3 separate regions of the Zea mays genome follow, and regions 1 and 2 are each linked to region 3. The links are chromatin contacts, called in public Hi-C maps. All regions are on one chromosome and are shown on one strand. The core of a region is the stretch at or near the end of the contact, and the rest is flanking DNA. Distances in the headings are between cores, read along the strand shown. Region 1 holds the start of LOC100281173 (cytokinin-O-glucosyltransferase 3). Region 2 holds the start of LOC100273927 (Serinc-domain containing serine and sphingolipid biosynthesis protein). Region 3 holds the start of LOC103646246 (sialyltransferase-like protein 3).

What was found. Hi-C and Micro-C count contacts between places; a contact is called where the count stands out from the background.
Region 1: a contact with region 3 is called in a Hi-C map of leaf, with 2.8 times the contacts expected there. The contact joins the promoter of LOC100281173 here to the promoter of LOC103646246 in region 3. A contact is called at or near these places in 2 of 25 Hi-C or Micro-C datasets (bundle sheath and leaf).
Region 2: a Hi-C map of tassel shows a contact between it and region 3, with 4 times the contacts expected there. The contact joins the promoter of LOC100273927 here to the promoter of LOC103646246 in region 3. A contact is called at or near these places in 13 of 25 Hi-C or Micro-C datasets (bundle sheath, ear, endosperm and 4 more).

What each region holds. Positions count from the first base shown.
Region 1 is chr2:32,157,266-32,160,405 of Zm-B73-REFERENCE-NAM-5.0, forward strand. LOC100281173 (cytokinin-O-glucosyltransferase 3) reads left to right here and starts at 1,265. Exons shown (of 1, transcript NM_001154092.2): 1 at 1,265-3,093. The coding sequence starts at 1,425. The coding sequence ends at 2,840. It overlaps LOC112136070, which reads left to right. Exons shown (of 2, transcript NM_001361083.1): 2 at 337-1,167. The coding sequence ends at 719.
Region 2 is chr2:32,098,586-32,101,730 of Zm-B73-REFERENCE-NAM-5.0, forward strand. LOC100273927 (Serinc-domain containing serine and sphingolipid biosynthesis protein) reads left to right here and starts at 1,651. Exons shown (of 13, transcript NM_001360496.1): 1 at 1,651-1,714; 2 at 1,817-2,082; 3 at 2,175-2,251; 4 at 2,621-2,780; 5 at 3,099-3,123. The coding sequence starts at 1,908.
Region 3 is chr2:31,941,672-31,945,001 of Zm-B73-REFERENCE-NAM-5.0, forward strand. LOC103646246 (sialyltransferase-like protein 3) reads right to left here and starts at 1,272. Exons shown (of 1, transcript XM_008670973.3): 1 at 1-1,272. The coding sequence starts at 1,147. The coding sequence ends at 53.

The sequences.
Region 1 (3,140 bases), core at 15-2,514, 220 kb after region 3:
GTTGGTTTTCCCACAAAAAATGGCAGCAAGGAAACTTTAAGCTTATGCTGACATCTGGATTTTATATTAATAAAACCAACTAGGCAACTTTTCCTCGAACCATTGTGGTGATATATTGCTGTGGGGGTTTCCATATCTTGGTGATTTTCAATGTTTAAAGACTTGATATCTTGAAATGTGAGCTGAATATTATTCATATATCTACTTGATATCCCACCCTTGTGCCAGAAGCTCACAGACATCCATTTGCTGGTTAAGTCCTTTCGGTTTTGTGCTAGTAAACTACAAGCTGATGCCTACTGTGAAGTACTAACCTAGTCCTCTTGTTTTGACCAGAATATGCTTATACCATGAAGGTTACTGAGAAATGTGATATATATAGTTATGGCGTCGTGCTGCTGGAGCTGCTAACTGGGCGTGCCCCTGTGCAACCCTTGGAACTAGGAGGCGATCTGGTAACATGGGTAAAGAACTACATCAAGGACAATTGTTTGGGTCCAGGGATCCTCGATAAAAAAATGGATTTACAAGATCAAAGTGTTGTCGATCATATGATCGAGGTCATGAAAATTGCTTTGGTATGTACTAGCTTGACTCCGTACGAGAGACCACCAATGCGGCATGTTGTAGTCATGTTAAGCGAGTCTAAAGATAGGACGAGGGTCAGCTCTGCATCCTCGCCTGCCTCTGATGATTCTTCAAAGAAGGATGACTCATAATGTATTTATAATATGTTCGATTAGCCAAAGGTAATACACATTTTTTTACTGACTTTTCCTAGTATTGATAGTAATTAGTAGGGTTCTTGTAATCTGCATTCATTATTTGTGTCAGCATTTCGTAGGGAGAAATATGATAGTGGTTCATAGTTTCGTAGTGTCATTGTATGCCGTTGTCTCAGAAAGGTTTCAGACTAGCATGAAGCATTTGAGGCACGTGACGGTCTTACTGATGCCGTTGTCTCTCAGAAAGGCTTCCTCTTCTCTGCAGATGTTCATTGTTCAGTTAATTCTATATGCGTCGGTGCATTCTTACTCGAGTTACAAGTACACTAGGAACACCTGTCAGGTAGCCAATTCTGTAATATTCTCCAACATGAACTGCAGTGCAGATCATATGTAATCATCGATCATATGCAATCGCTCTTTGTAGCTGTTAACCTGTAGCCTCTGATCGTTGTTGCTGAGTCGTCTTTCTCTTCCCCTTGGCATGTCCGTACCAAAAAATAAGTTATGAAACCACGAAGTCGCGCCCACCAACGGACGCTGCCTCTAAAAAAGCAGATCAGCGCGTTGTCGCAGCGTCGGAGCACAAGCGACATCGCTCCCCGGGGGCCGTCGGCCGGCGACCGGCGACTTCCGCAGTAGAACCAACTCCACCCACCCATCCACTTGGCCAGCAGCTTCTTGCCTGCATCAATTGCCATGGCGGCGGTGGAAGCGAAGAGGAGCCCACACTTTGTTCTCTTTCCCTTCCTGGCTCACGGCCACGTCCCTGTCTTCCTCCGCCTGGCTGGCCTCCTCCGCGCGCTCCGCCCAGGGCTCGAGGTCACGCTCGTCTCCACCCCGCGGCTCCTGGGCTCCCTCACGCTCCCGCCTGCCTCCCCACCCGTGCGCCTCCACGCGCTCCCGTTCGTCCCCGCCGACCACGGCCTGCCCCCAGGCGCTGACTCCCTCGCCGATGTCCAGATCCACCAGTTCATCACCTTCTTCACGGCCTCCGAGTCGCTCCGCCCTGCGTTCGAGAAGTTCGTCTCCGGCATCGGTTCCCCAGTCTGCATCGTCGCCGATGCCTTCTTCGGGTGGACGGCCGAAGTCGCGCGCGCGCGGGGCGCGTCCCACGCGGTGTTCCTTCCCGGCGGCGCGTTCGGCAACGCCGTGTTCTTCTCCGTGTGGGAGCACCTCCCGCACGCCCTTACGGCCGCCGACGAGTTCCCGCTGCCGGATTTCCCAGACGTCGTTCTCCACCGCACGCAGATCCCGAGGTTCATCCTCTCTGCCACGGGGGCGGACCCCTGGACGGCCTTCTTCCGGCGCGTCATCGCCTCCTGCCGCAAGACCGACGCTCTCCTTGTCAACACCGTCCGGGAACTGGAACCCTCCGGCCTCGACATGCTCCGGAGAAGCTTCGGCGTCCAGCCATGGCCAATCGGGCCAGTCCTCGCAGAGCCGACGGCCCCGTCGTCAGACTCGCGGGACGACGCCAGCATCATCCGGTGGCTGGACACGCACCCGCCGCGCTCGGTGCTGTACATATCATTCGGATCGCAGAACAGCATCAGCGCGGATCAGATGATGGAGCTCGCGCTGGGGCTGGAGGCGAGCGGTCGCCCCTTCCTCTGGGCGCTCCGCCCGCCGCTGGGGTTCGACGCGAAGGACGTGTTCAGGCCCGAGTGGCTCCCGGCTGGCTTCGAGGAGCGAACGGCGAGGGCGAATGTGGGACTGCTGGCGCGCGGGTGGGCGCCGCAGATGCGGATCCTGTCGCACCCGTCCACCGGCGCGTTCCTGAGCCACTGCGGGTGGAACTCCGTCCTCGAGAGCCTGTCCCGCGGCGTGCCGCTGATCGGGTGGCCGTTGGGCGCCGAGCAGTTCTTCAACGCAAATCTCGCGGTCGAGTGGGGCGTCTGCGTGGAGCTGGCGCGCGGGAACCTGGAGAGCTCCGCGGTGGAGAGCAGGGCGGTGGTCGAGGCCGAGCGGACGGTGATGGGGGACACGGCGAAGGGTGATGAGATGAGGAGGGTGGTGGCGGCGATCGCACGCACCATGGAGGCCGCGTGGGAAGCGCCTGGCGGGTCGGCGGCGGAGAGCCTGGAAGGGTTCCTGCGATGCGTTGAACCCTGAGATGCCCCGCTTTGAGATGGTTGCGCGAGGAATCTGCAACTAAGTACGCGCGCGGGAAATCTGTGTTAAGAATTCCTCAACTACAAAGGACGACGGATTGATGGGATTACGGCTCCTGTTGCATTGTAACAGAAACGGATTTGTTTGGTTCATTAACGTGTAGCCTGCAGGATTGGATAGCGCTTCTGGGTAGAGATAACGAGCAGACAGTGGTGCAAACGTTTACGGGCATAAAAAACGGTGAACCAAACAACACCTTAAAATTTGTCATGAAAACTTCAGATATATTTGGTTTGCGAC
Region 2 (3,145 bases), core at 401-2,900, 160 kb after region 3:
GGCGCGCGACCTTTTCCTCACCAAACCCCAAGAAACTTGCCCTATCTAACGGACTGGACGAGCCAAAGGCACAATCACCAGGTACCAGGTCGGTGCGCTTCGTGTTCGTGATTTCGTCCGGGCAAACGAACCTGCCTGCTCGATCGTGTGTTTCCCTTAATTGCACGGTAGGACAAGCGTCCGTGGCGTCAAAACGTGATTTCTTGGAGAAAAACGAGCGCACCGCAGTCCCCCAGTCCCGTCCCGGACACCCCGGTTCGGCTTTAAATAAGAGCGGCCCGAGCCCGTGACCCCCAACGGTCGCCTGGACGTGTATTTTTTTAAAAAGGAAAATCATAATTAAAACTAAATATTATAACTAATAAACTAATAGAAAGCTTTAGGACTAGCTCCATATATCGATGGGTAGTGGTGCTTGTTGAGGGTGATAAAACACTGGGAAAGAGGAGAGAAACAAACAATATAATTCCCCTTTGAGTAAAATATGTTGTCGGTCTTTACACTTGTTTAGGTTTGTTAAATTGGTCCCTAAACTCTCAGAGTAGCCAATTATATTTCTAAACATTGTTCAGGTATCATTTTAGTCCAATCAACTATAAACATGATCTAATTGGCTAATGTGGCCTTGTCACCGTGTCGTCCACGCGGCACGGCCTTGCCGCATGGCCACCTCCTCGTCCTCGACGAGCCTTGCTCCGAAGATGCCGTTGCACGTGGACAACACGATGGTAAGACCATGTCAGCTAACCAAGTCATGTTCACAACAATTTTGGCTAAAATGACATCATGAACCGATGTTTAGAGATCTAATTAGTTATTCTGAGAATTTAGAGATCAACTTGACACCCTTGAATAAGTTAAGAATAAGACCCAACTATTCTAAGAATTTAGAGATCAACTTGACACCCTTGAATAAGTTAAGAATAAGGTCTTGTTTGTTTCTCCCTAGTATTATATAATCTACCTTACAGATTATATAATCATTTATTGACCTGCATATAGATATTATAATCTAGATATTTATATTACATAATCCACTCAACAATCTATGTTGTTTGTTTATCTATTAAATTATTTAAACTAAATTATATAATTTAGAGGGTAAATAAATAGGACCAGTTTAGGGACCGCCGGTGTTGACGTTGTTTAGCTGCGATAGAGAAATTTTAGTATGATCGGTAGTTTTGAAAATAGTTTTAGGTTCAGTTTGGTTGGGCTGTGGCTGTGAAAAAAGTTGTTATAGGTTGTGAGCTGTGAAAAAAGCTGTTGTAGGCTGTAAGCTATTAAAAAGCTAAAAACCGGTTAGTGGAAACCACTAAAAGTCGTTAAAAATTCATCGATATATGTTTTCATAGTTCCATCTAAAAAGCCACTAAAAGCAGGTCCAGAGTTGCTTTTAGATTTAAACTACGAGAAAGTCGGCTTTTAAAAAAAGATGCTTCCTGAATCCAGCACTTTGGTTAGCTTTTGGTTTTTAGGGGGTTAGGTTTTGGTTTTTAGGGGGGCAAAAGCCAAAGTCAAAAGTGAAACCGGCCCTATTTCTCTATCGCAGCTAAGATAAAGAAATAGTTTTTAAAAAGACATAAAAATCCACGGCTGCAGCCTGCAATGCAACACAGCCTGCCCGCTGCGCCCGGCTTTAAAAGGCGCAAAAGCGAACGAGGCAGGCGCTCCTCCGCACCACCGTACACCGGACCCGGAGCAGCTCGCCGCCGTGAATTCCCGTTTCCCTTCACTTCCGTTGTTCCGCGTCCGAATTTTGCAGGGCATTGCCGCGGCGACCCTAACCCTCCCTGCTGGCTGCTGCTCCGCGCAGGAACCCAGCGCTGAACCGACGGGGAGAGGCGAGGCCGCGCTTTACCCCGGGAACTACGAAGCAACGACGGCGGGACTGAGCAGGCGGGGATATGACTGTGATCAAGGCAGCTGGAGCGGAGCCGTGCGGAGACGGCGGCGCGTACGGCGCGAGGCGGCGGCAGTCGCTGCGGGCGCGGTACGCGTACGGGTTCGTCTTCTTCGCCACCAACCTGCTGGCCTGGTTCGTCAGGGACTACGGGGCAAGGGCGCTCCGCGGCTTGCATCGTGAGTTCCTCTTCCCTTCAGAATTCAGCTCTCGCATTTGTGGCCTGAGGAAGGACGCATTCTGTGCTCACCGATTACGATTACGCCTGCAGATGTGCCGGTCTGCGGAGCAGGGGACTCCAAGTGCTTCCAGTCCGGAGGAGTGCTTCGAGTAAGCTTGGGCTGCTTCGTATCCTTCATCTAACAAGCACGGTGTGTGTTCGTTTCAGCTCATGTAACTGATGGGCCCGTTCACTGTATATACGAGGCATGCAGCTAGAAGCCTAGAATGTTTTCAATTACAACCGTGTTTCGGAGTCCTTAACCAAACTATGGGCCCGTTTGGAATGGGGTTTTCTGGATCCAGTTGCTAGTATGTTGTACAAATTTGAACTAAAATCCTAAAATCTGTTGGAACAACCTGTCTAAAACGCTAAAAGGGCATGGTCAAGGATTCAGGATAGTAGATGCACTAGTTCCAGAATCCAGAGCTACTAAACATTTGACATTGTGGACCGTGCTGTGTTTCCTTGGGTTCACTTCCTTACAGAATGTTAAGATATTTTTCTGGGTGATGTTTGCCACAACATTTGGAACTCGCAAGCTCCATGAAGCTCGTAATTCGTGGCATTCTGGATGTTGGATTCTGAAGTCTCTTGTGTATGCCATGTCGATCGGCATCCCATTTATCATCCCTAACATCTTCATCCAATTTTATGGTAAGTTCTGTGCAGTACTGTGGCTGTGTGGCAAACGTCGTTGCTGTAGATGTAAGATATCTTGGGCATAAGTGAATGTGCAGCAGTTATAGAGTGGGAATTTTGCTTTACTTCATAGCAACTAGTTTATATGAGAAATTAATGCTTAGAAATGCCAAGGCCAATCAATTCACAGTTCCTTGCTTTGGAAAGTTCAAAATATGATAAACAAAGATGAAAGTTTCAATTTGTTGTACTGGTCCTGGTATACTTTTCCACCAATGCATCCATACTTAAATTTTAGCACGCTCAAAGAAAACCATTTTGTTGTGTCTGCAGGTGAAGTTGCTCGACTGGGTGCCGGGTAAGTTAAATGAAAGTCCTTA
Region 3 (3,330 bases), core at 22-2,521:
GTATGTACGTCGGCACTGACTGACACGGCCGTTGATTAATTTGAATGAATAGTCACCGGTAGACCACGACCGGCGGCAGCCTGAAGCCGGAGTCCCGCAGGAACGGTATCGCCTCCGGCCGCGCCTCGAGGTCCCGGTAGAACTCGTACTCGGCCTCGTAGTCGTGCAGGTCCAGCTCGCCCCGCTGCAGCGTGTGGTAGTGGTGGCGCGCGCCGGGGTCCTTGCCGAAGCCGAAGACGGACACCCGGCCGCACACGCCCGCCGCAGCCACCACGGCCTGCATCCCCGACGAGTAGTGGAACATGCCCTCCTCGTGCCGCGTGCCCCACTCCTCCGCCGGCCGGCCCGTCTCGCGCACGAACCGGCGCAGCGAGTAGTACTTGGCGAGCCGCGCGCACAGCGAGTCCAGCCGCGGGTCCGTCACGATCACCGGCGCCGACGCGCCTGCGCTGCACACCGCGTGCTCCACGAAGTGCGCGGCGTTGCACATGTAGGTGAGGATGGGCACGCGGTCGCCGTAGGCGCGGCAGTGCCGGCAGCCGGCGGTCGTGCAGCGGCTCAGCACGTTGCTGTTGAGGAAGGCGAGGCCGGTCCTGGCGCCGACTTGGCGCGCGTACCTGCCCGCGCCCGCGGGCGCGTTGTTGAGGCGGATCACCAGGTCGTGGCCGTCGATGAGCGCGCCGTGCTCCCGCGCCAGCAGGATGCCGCTGTTGCCGACCACGGCGCACGACGCGTACGGCCGCCGCCCGTCGTCGCTGTCCGTCGCCCCGGCGCCGACGCCGTAGTGCCACCGGTCGAGGGGGCGCTTGATGAGGTCCACGAGCTCGGCCATCACCTGGGGCTCGAACCGCTGCCTGCCGAGCCACTCGCGGAGGCCGCGCACCGCGGCGTCCCGGCGCTCCGGGGGAGCCCTCGTCAGGTTCCCCTCCAGCAACCTCTCGGCGGCCCGCAGCACTGCCGACGCGGCCGGGTCCGCGGCCGCGAGCTCCGCGAGCGTGGCGTCCACGGCGTAGCTTCCCGCGTCGTCGTCAGCGCAGGCCTGCTGCGCGTGGCGCAGGGGACATCGCAGCAACGTGAGGAGTAGGAAGACGGCGACCAGCAGCAGCAGGAGCAAGACCGACGACGGGTGGCTCCACCGCCTCTTCATATTGGAAGCACACGTACGTACTCGTGCCCGGCTACCAAGCTAATTAAGCTTCCTCGTGTTCGTGGCGTGGGCGCTTTTTATTTACTGATATATATAAACCATGAATCTAACGCTGCACACGTCCGCTCTCGCAGGCTGTAATTAGACCTTAGTCGTCGTGGACTCGTGGTGATGGTGGTGGTGGATCGATGCGTAAACTAATCGTCTTTCTGCTTGCAAGTTGCGCCAGGTTCATGTGGGGGAAAGCTACGCGGTGATAGGATTAGCGAAGGTTCCAAACGACGCCTAGCTCCCCCGGGCTCGCGTGTTTTCTTGGCCAGGGGGGATCGGCACGGTGGAAGGATGACGTGGCAACTTCGTCGTTGCCGGCACGTCGGATGGAAAGATTGAGACATTCCCTTGCTTCAGTCCAGTAGCGATCCATCTTACACAACACACGCCCTTTTTAAAAAGGGTTTTTACACTCCCATGTTGGAGCTCTAGAATCTTTGGATCCGCAGAACTTTATTATTGCCATTTCTTTTTTCCCCAGAATTATCTCCAACCCAAGATACCCTCCAATAAGCACTATAATAAGAGATACACCACTAATAATTAATTATAGCACCGGTTCTGAGTTTTCTATGACCTAGCGCGAGACTTAAAACCAAAGCCCCTGATACAAATATCCTCCTCCATCATATTTAATAAATATAATGAAAGGCTAGATTAGAATAAACTTAAGATTTTACTGTAGCTTACCCATGTGATCTATGGACGAAGCCGAATGGCGGGGTGTGACTGTAGTGTGGATGACATGTTGACCTAAAGGAGATCAGCGCTCATGTTAGTCTTGTCACCATAACGTAGATGGCGTGCTGATTGCTGACCCAAAAGGGTCAATTCTCATGTTAGCCTTGCCATGTAGATAGCAAGGTGCTGACATAGTGACACATGGATAATATGGACATGTAGTTACCACTTGGTAAGTTCAATGAGCTACAGAAACAGTACGTTTTAAGGTTCGGTGCCTATATACAAAAAAAAAGTTTACGTATATATATCGAACCCTAACTATTAAGCGGACGACTACTGACAGATTTTGATGTTGCAAAGCACCTTTTGACTATGGATTGGATGGTGGTGAAGTGTATGTAAATGCGCCAAACTTGTGGTGCCGTTCTGCCAATCGCGACTGACGACTCACTGTTGCTCCAGCGGTTGTGCATGGACCGGGCAAAATTTCCCGTGTTGTAGCCTGCCGATCGAGGAAGACGTGGGGAGCGAGCAAGTAGTAATTCCACGCGGAAGGCCAGGCCAGCCCAGCCGCCGGCGCCGCGTCATGGCTGACCCACCGCGTTGCCCTCTCCGTCCCCGTCCCCGTCAGCCGCCTTCTAGTGATTTACCAGTTCACAAGAAAGAATCCGCGATAGCACCAAGTAGAGATGTCCAAACGGGCCGCCCGGCCCGGTCCGACCCGGGTCCGGTGAAGCCCGGCCCGTTTTAGGCCCGGCCCGCCAGGCACGATTAAAAAACCGGGCCGGGCCGGCTAAGCACGCGGGCTCAATTTCTTGTCCGAGCCCGGCCCGCAATGGGCCTAAACGGGCCGGGCCGGCCCGTTTAGCACGAAAAAAGCGGGCCGAAAAGCGGGCTAGGCGGGCCGAAAAGCACGTTTTAGTGTAAAAAAACGGGCTTAACGGGCTTAGAGCTAAACGGGCCGTGCCGGGCTAGTCCACCGTGCCTAATTTCCTGTCCGAGCCCGGCCCACTTATTCGTGACGGGCCGGCCCGGGCCCGTATATAACCGGGCCGTGCCGGGCTCGGACCGGGCCCAAAAAGCGGGCTTCGTGCCGGGCTCGCGGGCCTCGTGCTTATTAGACATCTATAGCACCAAGGCAGGCAGCCAGTGCGAAAGAGTTGTTCTTTTTTGCTTTACGGATGTACTAGCACCTAGACCCACCTCCTCAAACCGAGCTGGCGTGTATGTATAAATCGAAAACCACGACAAACCAGCTTCGATGAAAGCGCATGATTTTTTCTCAGATGGCTGGCCAGCTGGGGGGTGAGAGCAACCGAGTAGCAGGAGAAGAGAACTCCTAGCAGAACTGAACGCATTGTTGGAGAAGTCTGTGTCTCGCATAGTCGTTGCCCTCCTCCATAACCGATGAAAGCACATGTGCAATTGCGTCAGACTAGAAAAAGGAG